2 separate regions of the Mus musculus genome follow, and region 2 is linked to region 1. Evidence: chromatin contacts called from public ChIA-PET data. All regions are on one chromosome and are shown on one strand. Each heading gives the region's core, a stretch centred on a gene start, on an enhancer-like site or on the middle of the called end of the contact. The rest is flanking DNA. Distances are from core to core; before and after follow the strand shown.

What was found. ChIA-PET counts read pairs in DNA pulled down with a chosen protein or histone mark.
Region 2: a contact with region 1 is called in an RNA polymerase II ChIA-PET map of memory CD8 T cells, with 17 read pairs. The contact joins the promoter of Zc3h7a here to the enhancer-like site in region 1. A contact is called at or near these places in 4 of 39 promoter capture datasets (the C10 cell line, liver, neutrophils and 1 more), 1 of 15 datasets of contacts at CTCF or cohesin (the NIH/3T3 cell line), 1 of 115 datasets of contacts at active chromatin or transcription factors (memory CD8 T cells) and 2 of 9 other capture datasets (adipose tissue and liver).

What each region holds. Positions count from the first base shown.
Region 1 is chr16:10,804,257-10,810,835 of GRCm38.p6, forward strand. No RefSeq gene overlaps it. Among named protein-coding and RNA genes, the nearest start is that of Prm1, 11 kb to the left of the region's middle. Within about 2 kb of position 2,070, at least 42 of the 459 cell types and tissues checked have an H3K27ac peak or open chromatin away from gene starts, as enhancers often do. A contact at or near this core is called in memory CD8 T cells, where this site is marked.
Region 2 is chr16:11,172,741-11,179,706 of GRCm38.p6, forward strand. It overlaps Zc3h7a (zinc finger CCCH type containing 7 A), which reads right to left and starts at 3,601. Exons shown (of 23, transcript NM_145931.3): 1 at 3,480-3,601. It overlaps 4930509G22Rik (RIKEN cDNA 4930509G22 gene), which reads left to right and starts at 5,436. Exons shown (of 4, transcript NR_151506.1): 1 at 5,436-6,772; 2 at 6,895-6,966.

The DNA.
Region 1 (6,579 bases), core at 820-3,319:
GCATTACACCAGACTTTTTTTTTTTTTTTTTGGTTTTTCGAGACAGGGTGTCTCTGTGTAGCTCTGGCTGTCCTAGAACTCACTCTGTAGACCAGGCTGGCCTCGAACTCAGAAATCCGTCTGCCTCTGCCTCCCAAGTGCTGGGATTAAAGGCGTGCGCCACCCCGCCCGGCTTACACCAGACTTTTAAATTTGCCTTTTAGCACCTAAAGCCAGTACATATTAAGAAAGAGTATGCGATGTTCCCGCACATGTTCACACTATAATGCATAAGTCACAGTAAGACTATCTACTTCCCTCACACACACACAGGACGGATGTGTGTGTGTGTGTGTGTGTGTGTGTGTGTGTCTGTGTGTGTGTGTTTGCATTCATAAGTCCCTGCAAAGTCAGATACGGACATTGAGTATTGTTCCTTGGGCACCATCTCCCTTGCTATGGGGGGAATCTCTTGCTATCCTAGAACTCTCAGTGTAGGCTAGGCTGACTAGCCAGTGGGTCCCAGGGCTCTTCCTGCTTCTGCCTCCATTGCAAGTACATGTCACCACCCCTGTGTGCCTAGGTCACACATGGGGCCTCATGCTCGCAAGGTAAGTGCTGTACTGACTGAGCCATCTCCCCAGCCCTTATTTCTTTATGGTAGAAACATTTGCTCTTTCTGGGGGTGTTTGAGGACACACAGTTTGAGAGCAAGAAAAGATCAAGCCAGAAGTGTGGGTGGCACATATACTTTCAGTCCCAGAACTCAGAAGGCAGAGACAGGAAGGTCTTTGTGAGTTCAAGTTCAAGGCCAGCTGGGGCTACAAGTGAGACCCTGTCCCCAAAAACAAAACAAAAACAAAAAACAACAAAAAAAAAAATCAGGCATAGTTGCTATTGCCTATAATCCCAACACTGAAGACTGAGGCAGGGCTGGGCGGTGGTGGTGCATGCCTTTAATCCCAGCACTCGGGAGGTAGAGGCAGGCGAATTTCTGAGTTTGAGGCCAGCCTGGTCTACAGAGTGAGTTCCAGGACAGCCAGGGCTACACAGAGAAACCCTGTCTTGAAAAAAAAAAACAAAAACAAAACAAACAAACAAACAAAAAAAAGACTGAGGCAGGAGAATTGTCACAAATTCAAGGGCAGCCTAGGCTATACAATGAGATCCTAACAAAGCAAAGGGCCAGGGGAATGGCTCAGTGAATAAGGTGCTTGCTTTGTAAGTATGAGGACCAGAACCTGGACCTTCAGAACCCAGGTAAACTAGGCAGGTGTGGGCACTCAGGAGGCAGTGATGGGGATATCTGGGGCAATCTGGCAAGTTAGACTAGATGGGATTGCCAAACTGAATTAAAGGAGAGACCATGCATCAAAAAAGTGGAGTGTTACTGAACAACCTCAGCCCTTCACATGTTCACACATATCATGTATCCACACACATGCATGTAGACGCATACATGCTCAGACAGATGGTCGTGCACCTGGAGAGATGGCTCGTACCACCAAGCTCGATGACTGAGTGTAATCTCCAGGACCCACGAATGGAAGAAGACTGACTCTCACAAGTTGTTCTCTGATCTTCTCACTCTCACTGCCGTTCACGGATGCTCATGCACATAAGCACACAAAAAATATTAGTGCGATAAAGTTAAGACAAAGGAAGTTCAGTGCAATTGGGAACACGAAGTTTGATCGTTTCAGGCTAGCCTTGGCAACATAATGAGACTGTTCCAAAAACAAAACAAAAACAAGCAAACCAGGAAAAGGTAACATTTTAAGAAGGCAGAGTCTTTGGCTAAATAGTGTGCTGGGGAGATTTAGAATGGCCATGAAGGAACCTTCTGGAACTCATTACCAGGGATCTTTCTGTGACTGGTGAAATAGTCAAATAGCTCATAGGTATTCTTGTGTGTGTTTCTCAAGGACAAGCCAGCCAGGTCCCTTCTGTGGCCCTGCACACCTACAGGTCCCATAAGTCACCCATCTGACAGGAAAGAGAAACTTAAGTGGCCAACTGTGGCTCATTTGCACTTGCTCTGTGGTTGGTTGCCACAGCTGGCTGCTCTAAGTGAAGAAGGCAGCAGTTCACGGTAAGCTATCAGCACGTGTGCACAGTGTTCTGCACCCTAGGACAGCTGCAGCGCCTGGGGGAAGCCAGGACAGTGGCAGAGCTGGGGGAACCACCAGGCAGTATCCACAACCCCTCCCCGCCCCCTGCCCAAAGCAACAACCTACAGTGGGGACTCGGTCTGAGCCAGGGCCTCAGTTTCTCCATCTGCAAAGGGGCAGTAAAGCCCTTGTCTTGAAGTCTAGCAGTAGAGTGCCCATGTCGTGGTACTGGTATACAGAATTTCAGAACAAGAATACAGAAATACAAATGAAACGATTGTTTCTGAATTAAAGTAGAAGAAAGCAAGCCAAGCCCTGCCCGACAGTCTCATCTGAAAAGAGAAGAAAGCTGGGGTGAATGTACTCTGCGTCTCCTATTTATTGCTATTCAGGTTGGGTTACAGGAAGGGAAACAAACACAAAACAGCCTTTGTCCTGCAGGTCACAATGTGTGTGGGTACTAGCTTGCAGTTAAAACAGTGTTTCGATGAGAGCTGAAATCTCTCTGGGACCCATTTAGAGCTGGCACTTTCCAAGCACTTGTGAGGAGACCTTTCTGGAGCACGTGTGAGCACAGGTCTCCAGGCCCAGACACGGGCATTCACTGTGAAGAGAAGCAGTGCAGGCTTGTCTTCCTCACCTCTACCTTTCAGAAAAAATGTTTAGGGTTGGTGTCACCATCTCCAGTCCAAAGAGGGGACTCCAAACCTAGTCCTTTCTGGTTCAAAAAGGTGTCTGACTGACAGCCTCAGCTCCAAGCCCTGGAGATGCTGATGTTAGCTGAACCAGTTGAGGCTGGCAGAGATACCTGCATTGGACTTTGAGAAGATGGGCTACAGTTACCAGGACCTAGAGATGTGAATGAGCCTCGTGATGAACACAAGTCTCTCCAAGGCAAGGACCGACTAAGTCCTCAGCTGCAGACCCCAAGCTGGGCCAGAGCTCACAGAGAAAGGAAAGGAAGCTATCAGGTAGAAGCAGACAGCCAAGCTTGTCTGAGCCTCCATCTCCACATCCACCAGGATCAGCAGCAGGAACTTTGCTAGCTTCATGTAAGGACCAAAAGCAACAAAGTGGGCCAGCATATATGAACAGGAGGTAGAGGACTGTGACTGTACAGGGTGCTTCCTTCCTGTCCAGGCTCTGTAGTGTCTGCTGGGTACAGGTCTTGGCCTCTCTCTGATTCATCTAATTCACACTATGGGGCTGTGGCAATAAAACTTAGTCCTAGTATGAGGACCCACGTTTAATCCCAGAACCTACATAAAAAGCCAGGAGTAGTGGTACCAGTATGGGGAAAGTAGAGAGAAGGGGGATGGGGTTTGCTGGCCTAATCTGTGAGCTCCAGGTTCAGAGAACCCTGTTTCAAAAACTAAGGTGAGGCGTGACTAGGGAAGACCTCAAATGTCTGGCCTACACACCCGTGTGTACACATACCATACAGACTAATTCACATTCCATAGATAGTTACTCCGTGCTGGGGGTGTGTCGGGAGCTCCCTGCCTCAGTCTCCTCATCAGTAGAGAGGCCATGGTATTGTTGCTTGCCTTACACAGGTGCATGGGAGAACGTAATACCTTTCCAGTTAGCAGATGGTGGCTTGCTGGTCACGGAGGCAAAGAGCAAGTACCTGTCAGGTGCGTTTCAAAACATTTTTCTCAGATGGGCCAAGCCTACTCAGTTCTCAGCTTCTCTGCCTCTGTGGCGGCATGTCCAGGATGCGCATGACTACTCTGCACCTTTTCCTCCATAACTGAAAATAACTTGTCCCCAGCAGGGTCGCAGTCTTGGGCACTGTGCCTACCAAGCCCACTGGAAGGTCAGACATTACTGGGTTTTGCTAGGTCATAAGCCTCCTCTTAGAAGGAAAGTTCTAGAAACTAATGATCGCCAGCAAACAGAGGCCCTCTAAAGACAAACCTTCCATTCTCAGTCACTTTGGTCACAATGTCTCTGAAGCGTGCGTCTTCCACTCTCTTCCAAGGTAAGGAGTGCAGGCCCCATAGGTTCCACAGGTGCACACGACTGTCTGGGAGTCCTCTGCAAGCAGAACAACATGGCCACCGTAAGTTAATCTCCCTCCCATCTAAAGTTTCCAAACCATGGATCACCATACCTGCAGCCCAGAGAAGCCGAATGATTTGTTCAAGATCACGTAGCAATTGATTCAAAATCACAGGGTGCTTAATAGTCCCCCCAAATTAATGTAACATATCAGCGAGGTCCCCAAAAGGCACAAAGCCATAGCTGTATCACGAACTCAAGTCCTGGGACAATGGCAACAAATGACACCAAACTGGGTGGTTCCAGTGGCAGAAGTGTCATCTATGGTTAAAGATTAAGGTGTCTGCCAGCTCTCAAAGTTTTGGCCAGCTTTTGCTCAAGAGGCAGAGACAGACAGATCTCTAAGAGTTTGAGAGTAACCTGGTCTTTGTAGTGATTTTCAGGACAGCCAGAGCTACAAAGTGAGACCCTGTCTTGGAAAAAAAAAAATCTGAGCACATCCTGTCTCCCTCCAATTAAGATTACCATGAGAGTACGGACGGATCTTTGGAGTTACTACATGTGGGATGCAGATACATTCTCAAAGGATTCAGAGGAAGCTTCCAGAGAGGCAGCGGGCATTAACAGTACCACAACTGTAGCATGTGACCACAGATCCACAAGTATTCCATCTATAAAATCCTCAGGTTTGGGGAGATACTGGAGTATCTCAGTAAATCCCAGCAAGGCTAGAACGGTGGGTCCTATCTCTGAGGACTCTGCTGTGGCTCCTGGAGTTTCCTGTGTTCGACAAGTGACCAAAGCTGTGATCAGGTGACTTCGGGCCTCTTTCCTGCCTTCTTTGTCCTGCAGTGTCTCCTCCACCCGACCCTTGCATCTCTAGACAGTATTTTGTAAATAAAGGATGCTGTGTGCACCCTTTCAGTCCCTGGAGTCAAAATCCTATTGCTGCCTCAGGCTTGTCCTTCCTGGAATGTTCTTCCTTGCCTTAGTGAAGGTCTCTTGCTACCCACTGAGATCTTAGTGAAAGGGGACAAGGTTGGGGCTGGTGAGATGGCTCAGTGTGTAAGAGCATCGACTGCTCGTCCAGAGGTCATGAATTCAAATTCCAGCAACCACATGGTGGCTCACAACCATCCTTAATGAGAAACAAATAAAGAACCTATGGGCTGGAGCTAAGGGGCCAGAGCAAGAGGGAGAAAGGGAAAGTGTGGAAAAAGAAAGGGGACAAGGTCAGACATTGCCTCAACAGTAGATTAGGGACTGATTGGTTCCTGGCCCTCCCCACATCAACTGTGTCTCTGCTGCCACCTCTGCATTCCATCTTGACATAGCTCACTTCAGCCCAGTGCAGGGATGAGAGGAGTATGCCAGCCATATGATTCTCATTGTCCACCGTCCTTCCCTATCCCCAGGTTCATCCCTCAGTGGCAGCTTTCAGAGAATCCAGAGTTGGAAGTGACCTCAGTCCCTGCAGAAGCATCCTGTGACCAGGGTCCCGTGTGGTTTGCAGAGTCTCAGTGATGCTGGCATTGCTATAGTTTTTCAGAGTCTCAGTGATGCTGACATTGCTGTAGGATCTAGAGACATCTCTGTGTTTAAAGACACATCAGGAGCCAAGTATGGTGGTACACACAGAAGCCGAAGGCTAGCCTGGGCTTTATGAAACTTTGCAATGAAAATGGCACTTCTCTTCCCCCACATCCCCTAGTCATTGAATATCTAGGGACACTAAGCAAAACACAAGGGTATGAGGTTGCTCCCATGGTGCCAAGTATCCAGCTGAGATTCCATTAATGCTTCTAGAAAGTCAGATCCCACTTCAGCTGTCTGTCTGTCTGTCTGTCCTGGGTCTCTAGATTTAAGAGGTGCAGTGTCAGCTGGGAGTGTGGGTGTATGACTTTAGTCCCATCACTCGGGCTCTGAGCTTGAGGCCAGCCTGGTCTACAGAGTAAGTTCCATGACAGCCAAGGCTATGCAGAGAAACTCTATCTTGAAAAATAAAACAAAACAAAAAGAAAGAAAGGAGGAAAGAAGGAAGGAAGGAGGGAGGGAGGGAGAGGAAGGAAGGAAGAAGAAAGAAGGGAGGGAAGGGAGAGAGGGAGGAAAGAGGTATAGTGTTTGTCACCCTGGACTCTGGAAGAGTGACAGCATTGGGAAATCTCAGGCAAGGAGTGTCACCTGCAAGTTGGCACAGAGCTGGCACCTTTCCCTGGCTCCCAAGACACATGATGGCATGTCATTCAGCAATAAGGCATGGAGCCCAGTTCTGTGTGAATGTCATGCTGGTTAATCTGGAGACCATTCCACCAAAGCCTGTAGGGTACCTGCTCCTGTTTGTAGGAAGAGGCCAGTCTCCAGGGAAGCAGCTGGGAAAGGAAGCGATTCTAGAGATTTTAGATTCTAGAGATTTTAGAGATTATAGAATGTTCTAGAGTTGACTATATGATGGTTCGGACTAGTAAGCTTCATAGATGGCCACTGG
Region 2 (6,966 bases), core at 2,351-4,850, 370 kb after region 1:
TGTTCCTAAGGCTTCATTCTTTGTATGTGCTATGTATGTGAGCCCGTGTGCCATGGCACACACACAGTCAAACAACAACTGGATGGTGTCAGTTCTCTCCTTCCACCTTTATGTGGGTTCTGGAGGGCGAACTTGAGTCTTCAGGTTTGCACAGCAAGCACCTTTACCCACTGAGTCATTTCCCTGCCCAAGTGTCCCTAGTTTCAAGTAAAATTTTTAATTGCAATTCTCTCCTCAGACTTCCTGATTTAAAACAACCACCAAGTCAGATGATGGTGGCGCACACACCTTTAGTCTCAGCACTCAAGAGGCAGGGGCAGGTAGATTTCTGTGATTTGGAAGCCAGCCTGATCTATAAATTCCAGGACAACTAGGGCTACATATAAGAAACCATAAGAAACCCAGCCTCAAAACAAAACAAAAACCCAACAAAATAAAGCCAAGTGGTTCAAGTAACATTTTGAGAACCCATCTTGCAACAGTGCACATTAGCTGACTCTTCACTTATCCAGACCTGGGCAAGAGGGCAAAATGCCACACCCTGCCCGCTGCAATCCAGGTAGACAAACCCTGCTAAACAGCTTCTCTCTTCCTGAAACAGCTTCTCTCTTCCTTGAGTCAGCTTCTTTCTTCTTGAGATAGCTCCCTTTCCTGGAAACTGGAGTTTCCGGAGCATCAGTTTGGTGACAACATTGGTCTTGTTCATAAAGTGCAAAGGACTACAACAAACAGCACCAGAAAGGTAACTCCTGGTTTGAGCTAAATCCCCCCTTCCACCCCCCACCCCCCAAGCAGGAACTTTGAAGCAACCAAGAGATTCTGGATTCTATAAGGGAAGCAGCCTCCAGCCAGACAAAGCAACTCACTGTGCATCTCAGCTATAAACCTGGGATTCTTCAAAAGAAAAGATTTCACTGAGATAATTTGTGCTCCGATCCTCAGGAGGCCCTCCTGCTCAAGGCTGACACTTCTTGCCTTCTCACCATGCATGCTCGAGCAACCCCTGGCTCCAAATTCACATCCTCTCTTATCTTCCATAATGTTATGAAATTAACTAGACAACACATTGCTAAACTTGTAAAATTAAAAGGCAAACTTGCAAAACTTCTTGTTGGGGCAAAACCTGGCAAAGTTAAGCAACCCCATTTTTTTTTTAACATCAATGAAGTCACTGAGAAAGCTATGACAGAGTTGCAAGACAGGTTAAGTCGTTACTGCCGAGCCTGATGACCCTAGTTTGTGTGTTTCAAAAACAAAACAAACAAACAAAAAAAACAAAAAAACAAAAAGAGTGTGTGTGTGTGAGTGTGTGTGTGTAGGAAGGGAGGGAGAACTAGCGCTCACCAATCACTTTTTCTTCATTTTTATATATCTCAGAAGTTTGTTCCAATTGTTTTGTTGTTTGCTGTTTGAGGTGAGACCTCACCGCTGCCCAGGCTGGGGAACTCCAGGGCTCCAAGGCACCCTGCCATTTCACTCTAAGTGGCCGAGGCCACAGCACGCAGCTGACACCCGGCACTGTAAACACATTTCACTTGAAGATCATGGAGAAAATGTGGGTTTGCTGAGACAAAGCACACAAAGGTATTATCTAGAAAGCAACTTTCCTCCCGAGGTATTCTGTCTAAAGATGTTTTTGATTTCTATCTCCTTCTTAACTAGCTACTCAAACTATTTCTATAGTTGACTATCAACCAGTCATTTACAAATGGATTGAATACACCCAAATCAGTTTCAAAAATCAGTCAATATTGACAACTGTAAAACCTTACAGCTGGCAAATGAACATTGTTACTAATAGATCTTGGAACCACAAGACAAGAGCCTGTAGGCATATAGAATATAACCCCCAACCAAAAGTCACAGGAACACAGCTGGGAAGGGGTGTTTTGGTACATCTTGAGGACACTGATCAACCTGTTCTTTGCATAATACCCCACTCCAAATACTGACATTTTCAACCTCAATAACTCAACCTTATTCACATCTGTAGCGCACCCTGCTGGTCTAACAGAGCAGAAAGGGGAAATTTTTCAATAGAGAAAACTGTCCATGCACTTGATTTAGTCCAAAGATGAAGAACACCACACCAACACCAAGTCCACACCCACACATACACTCACGCACACACAGTGCAGCTCTGCTCATCATTTCAACGGAGGTGAAGAGAGCCTTGGATTCCTTCAAGACCTCCATGAAAAGCAGCTACTTCCAAAAGAAGCAGGAAAAGAGCAGATGGCAAGAGCGCCCAGCCCCTCCCCCAGTCCAGTAGAGCATTGTCCAATCGAAATACGATACCGGCGGTACGTGCCATTTTAAATTACGAAGTGGCCATACTAAAATAGTAAAAAGAAACTGGACAGATTGTTTTAATTCTAACGTAGCCACAACAGGTATCACCTCAAGTATATAACACACTGCTTGCTAAACACTGGCTGATTTAAGCATAGGAGTTTACCAAGGAGATCTTTTTCGTTCTTTTTCTTCCTCCCAAACGAAATCTTTCAAATCAGACTTTAAAACTGAAACCGGAGTGGGGCGGTGGTGGCACGGCTTTTAAATCACAGCATTCGGGAGGTAGGGGAAAGCAGATCTCTAAGCTCAAGTCCAGCCTGGTCTACAAAGTAAGTTCCAGGGCAGCCAAGGCTAAACAGAGAAATTCTGTCTCGAAACAAACATACAAACAAACAAACAAATTGAAACCAAAAGTGAATCTCAATTCTTGCCACATTCCAGTGCTCGACCACCCCACTTTACCAGTGGCCACATTACCATCGGACAGCGCAGGTCTACACCAGACCCTCTTGGTCTTAAATACCTAACACTATGACCCTCTTTGATCCCTTAACATCTGGGGACCCAAAAAACGCCCAACCCCGGAATAAATTCACCCAGTCAGAGCGCAGGCACCACCCCTTGGGCCCAGCTAGGACCTTCCAACCTGACCACACCCCTGCGCTGACTACCCCTAACCGGAAATTCCCGCTAATGGGAACTGACAGGTCTCCATTCTTTAAGGGTGGGGAAAGGAAAACCGAGAACCCTCGTACAGTCTCCGAACCCCGGCCGAACACCGGAAGCCAGTCGCCACCCATACGCGGGGTGGGCCGCGCATAACACCCGCAAGGGGCGAACCCGACACCGGCGAGCGCGCACTCAGCTGGCGTCGCGAGCGTCCCCAAACCGAGACACTTACTAACACGGACGCCCCGCGATCACCCAGCACCCAGGAATAACGAAATGCTAAACCACCAAAAGCTAGTGCGTGGATGTCGGCCAGGCAGTCCAGGTGGCAGGGGCCGCCGCGCGTGCCCGGATTACGACTCCCGAGGAGCCCGTGCAGCCGGTTCGGGGGTCCGCGCCCCTCCCCCGCCTGAAGTCCGTTAACGGCCGCGCGTGCTCACGAAGCGACGCGGCGCACGCACGCGATTGGAAGAGCGCGACCCTGCCCGCGACGCCCGCGCGTCCCCTTCCCTCACCTGCGGGGCGGCACCCAGGAGCCGAGGGGCGCGGAGTGCGGAGGCGACAGCGGGATGTGCGTTCACCGGCTCAAGAGCTCTCACAGTCTCGCAGCTTCCCTGGGCGACCCACCGCAGCTGCCAGCCCGCGACGCTCGGGGCGGCGCCCTCTGGCGGCGGGAGGCCTCGCGCGCCGCCCCGCAAACGCTACCATTGGCTGCGTTGCCAGTGTCAGCCCGGGGTTGGAGGCGCCACGTCGGGGCCTCGGGGCTGCGGAAGCGGCGGCGATAGGCGGAACCCTGGGCGGCCACACGGAAGGGGGTGAGAGACCGCAAGCTCTTGAGCCCAGCATCATCGCCCTCTCCCACACCGCTTGGATACCAAAGTAGGACTGGAAGGAGACCTAGATTCATCTGGGCACCAGGGTGTCACTTCCTTCGGAATCTGTTCTCTGCAGTAACTTATCCTGAGCGTCCTGCTTTGCATTCCGATACTGTTACCGTCACCCTGAAAACAGCCATACAGTCGTGTCCTTTCAAATGAATGACAGGCATAGGGACCCGCGTTGAACAGGGAGGTGACCTAAACTCATTCGGACGCCGGAGCGTCACTTCGGAACTTGTCCTCAATTCCCTATCCTACTCGCAGTCACTGTTTTTATCATCTTGAAAACAAAATGCGGTATTTTTGCAAATGAATGTAGGGACGGATCTCAGAGCCAACACAAGCTCTTGTTCTCCCTGGCCTTCATCTCAACTTATATGTCGCTGTATTCACCGGTGTTTCAGTGGTCAGGTGTACATTACCCCAGACAGAACAATGTAAGGCTGAGTCCCTGCGACTGGAGATGTGAAAAGTGCTCCAAGTCAGGGCAGTAGAAGGGAGAGTGCTTCCAGGCAGTGGGAAAGATCCTGAGCCTAAGTTGCTGAGGGACAGGGAAGACAAAGTGTGTGTGTAGAAAGCTCAAAGAGGATGAGCCACTGCATGAAATTTGGAATTCAGTGTCTGAGATGGAAATTACAAGGTCTAATTTGCAGTTTTAGAAAGTTTCTTCATGCCGTTGGGCGGATATATAGAAAGGACAAGCAGAAAAGTGAAAGGGGTTGAGGATGTAACTTAGTTGTCAAAGTGCTTGCCTAGCCTTGAGTTTGATTTCCAGCACCAAATAAACTGGATATGGTGGGGTACCCTTGTCATAGCAGTACATGGGGGTGGGGGGGGGGGGATAGGAGTTCCAGGTCTTCTTTGGCTATGAAGCAAGAAATACCCAGGTCCAGGACCACTGGGGACAGAGGGAAAAGTTTACATTAGAAGGAAGACACTGAGATGCACTCTGTCTGGACCCAGAGTGCTACTGTAAGCTCAGGAAGTCGTCAGTACTGGGCCAGTACAAAGTGAAACTTGATGAGAATGTATGGACTTCCTGTTGTTCCTGTACCAATGGCCTACATTTTTGTTGCCTTGAAACAACATAAACTTAAGAGTTCTAAAGGACCAGAGTCTGCAGCAGGTGTTTCACTGGTGATGTCCAGGTGCTGACGAGGCTTGTCCCTTCTGGAAACTAGTGTTGAGCTCTTGCCTCTTTTTAGCTCCTAGAGGCCTCCTGGACTCGTAGGTCATGCCTGTCATCTCCAGAGCCAGTATTTTCCTCTAAATGAGGTCTCCTTGCCACACCTTCTCTGGGTCTTTGCTTTCAGTTGTCCCTCAAAGGGCCCTGGTGATTGCATTTGAAACAAGGAGGTCCTGGATCCCACCTGGAGATTCCCAGTGATTTTCCAGGCAAGGTAGCAATAATCACAAGTTGCTGGTGATAGAGAGTAGATATATCTGGGAACCCATCATTATATGTACTGTAGGGAGCAAAGGAAAAGAAGGGCTGAGCATGGATGAACCTTCTCTAGCCTTGAAGAATACTGTGTGTTGTAAGGGTCTCTGCTTCTTTGTCTTCTATACTAGTGGGGAAGTCCCCGGCCTCTTACCTGGGTGCTGTACCGGATAGGTGCATTTGCTGAAGAACTGTTTTAGGCTCCTGCCTCCCAAGGGCTGGCATTAAAAGTTCATCACTATCCCAGTCTTTATTCTGTTTTCCATCCTCTGGTACCTTACAGAGGCCCGGAACACACAGTGTTTTATGATCTCTATGAGATTGAGGCCAGCCTGGTCTATGTAGAGTTCTAGCCAGGGCAATGGAGTGAGACCCAGTATCAAAACAACATAAACTGTCCACATGCTGACTTGCCTTAACATCAATTTATACCTGAAACTAAATGCAAGCTAACCATTAGTCAGTTCATTAGAAATAGGGTCAATTTACACAAAGGACAGGGGAGAATATTCAGGAGTCAATGGGACAGATTTTATATTTGATTCATCAGTTTATCCAGTAATTATATGCCCCCAAACAGGTGATGGGATAGAAAGCCTTGCATGTGCTAGACAAGCTCCCTGCCACTGAGCTATAGCCACAGACCTTTTAAAGCTTATTTTTATTTTTTAAATATTTTTTAAAAACTTTTATGTGCATTGGTGTTTTATCTACATATATATCTGTATTTATGTGTCAGACCACAGGGCGTCAGATCTCTTAGAACTGGAGTTGCAGCTACTTGTGGGTGCTGAGAATTGAACCAGGTTCCCCTAGAAGAGCACCCATTGCTCTTAACCTCTGAGCAATCTCTCCAGCCCCAAAATTTATTTTTATTAATGTGCATGTGTGTGTGTGTAGGCATACAAGCCCCATGAAGCTGGAGAGGTGCCAAGATACCCCCAAGACTACTCGAACAGGCTTACCTGCCTTTTCAAGTTTCTGTCTTTCAAGACACAAGCAGCCAAACGCCACCCTGCAAGGGAAAAAAAAAGCCCAACATCAAGCCATACAATCCCACCAATCCCTCAGCTTGCCCCAAGATCAGGTCACAAAATCCCACCAATCTGACACCACCTCGTAAGTCTTCACCCACTCCCCCCAAGAAACCCTATATACAGCCTGCCTCCTGCTCAGTCCTGTGCTGGGTCCCACTAGAAACCCTATATACAGCCTGCCTCCTGCTCAGTCCTGTGCTGGGTCTCACTAGAGCAAGGGCTGTCACCCTCTTCTGTTTTTCCCATGTGAGGTTTCTTGTACAGTGTGACTTTGTGGTATTTCTTGGCTCCTTACTGCCAGGATACCTTTCCCCTTAGAGCTCTTTCATTTACATATGCATACACATGAACCGAATCGGGAACAGAGTGTGGGTTTCCCCACTAAGTTCTATCATTTGGAGGCCCCAGCGAGATCTGCGTGACACCCAGGAACCCTGAAAGACCCCTTGGAGGTACGTTTGTTTGTGTGAGTCTTCTATGTTGTCTGTTAAGTGTGGCACCGCTGAATTTGTGTCTTGGTTTTTCAGTTCTGAGATTGTGGGTTTGAGTCCCACCTTGTGTCTTGGTTTTTCAGTTCTGGTATTCTGTATTCTGGCAGCTGCCACTTTGGACCGTGAGGACCTAGTGGCTGCAGGAGGAAGACGTT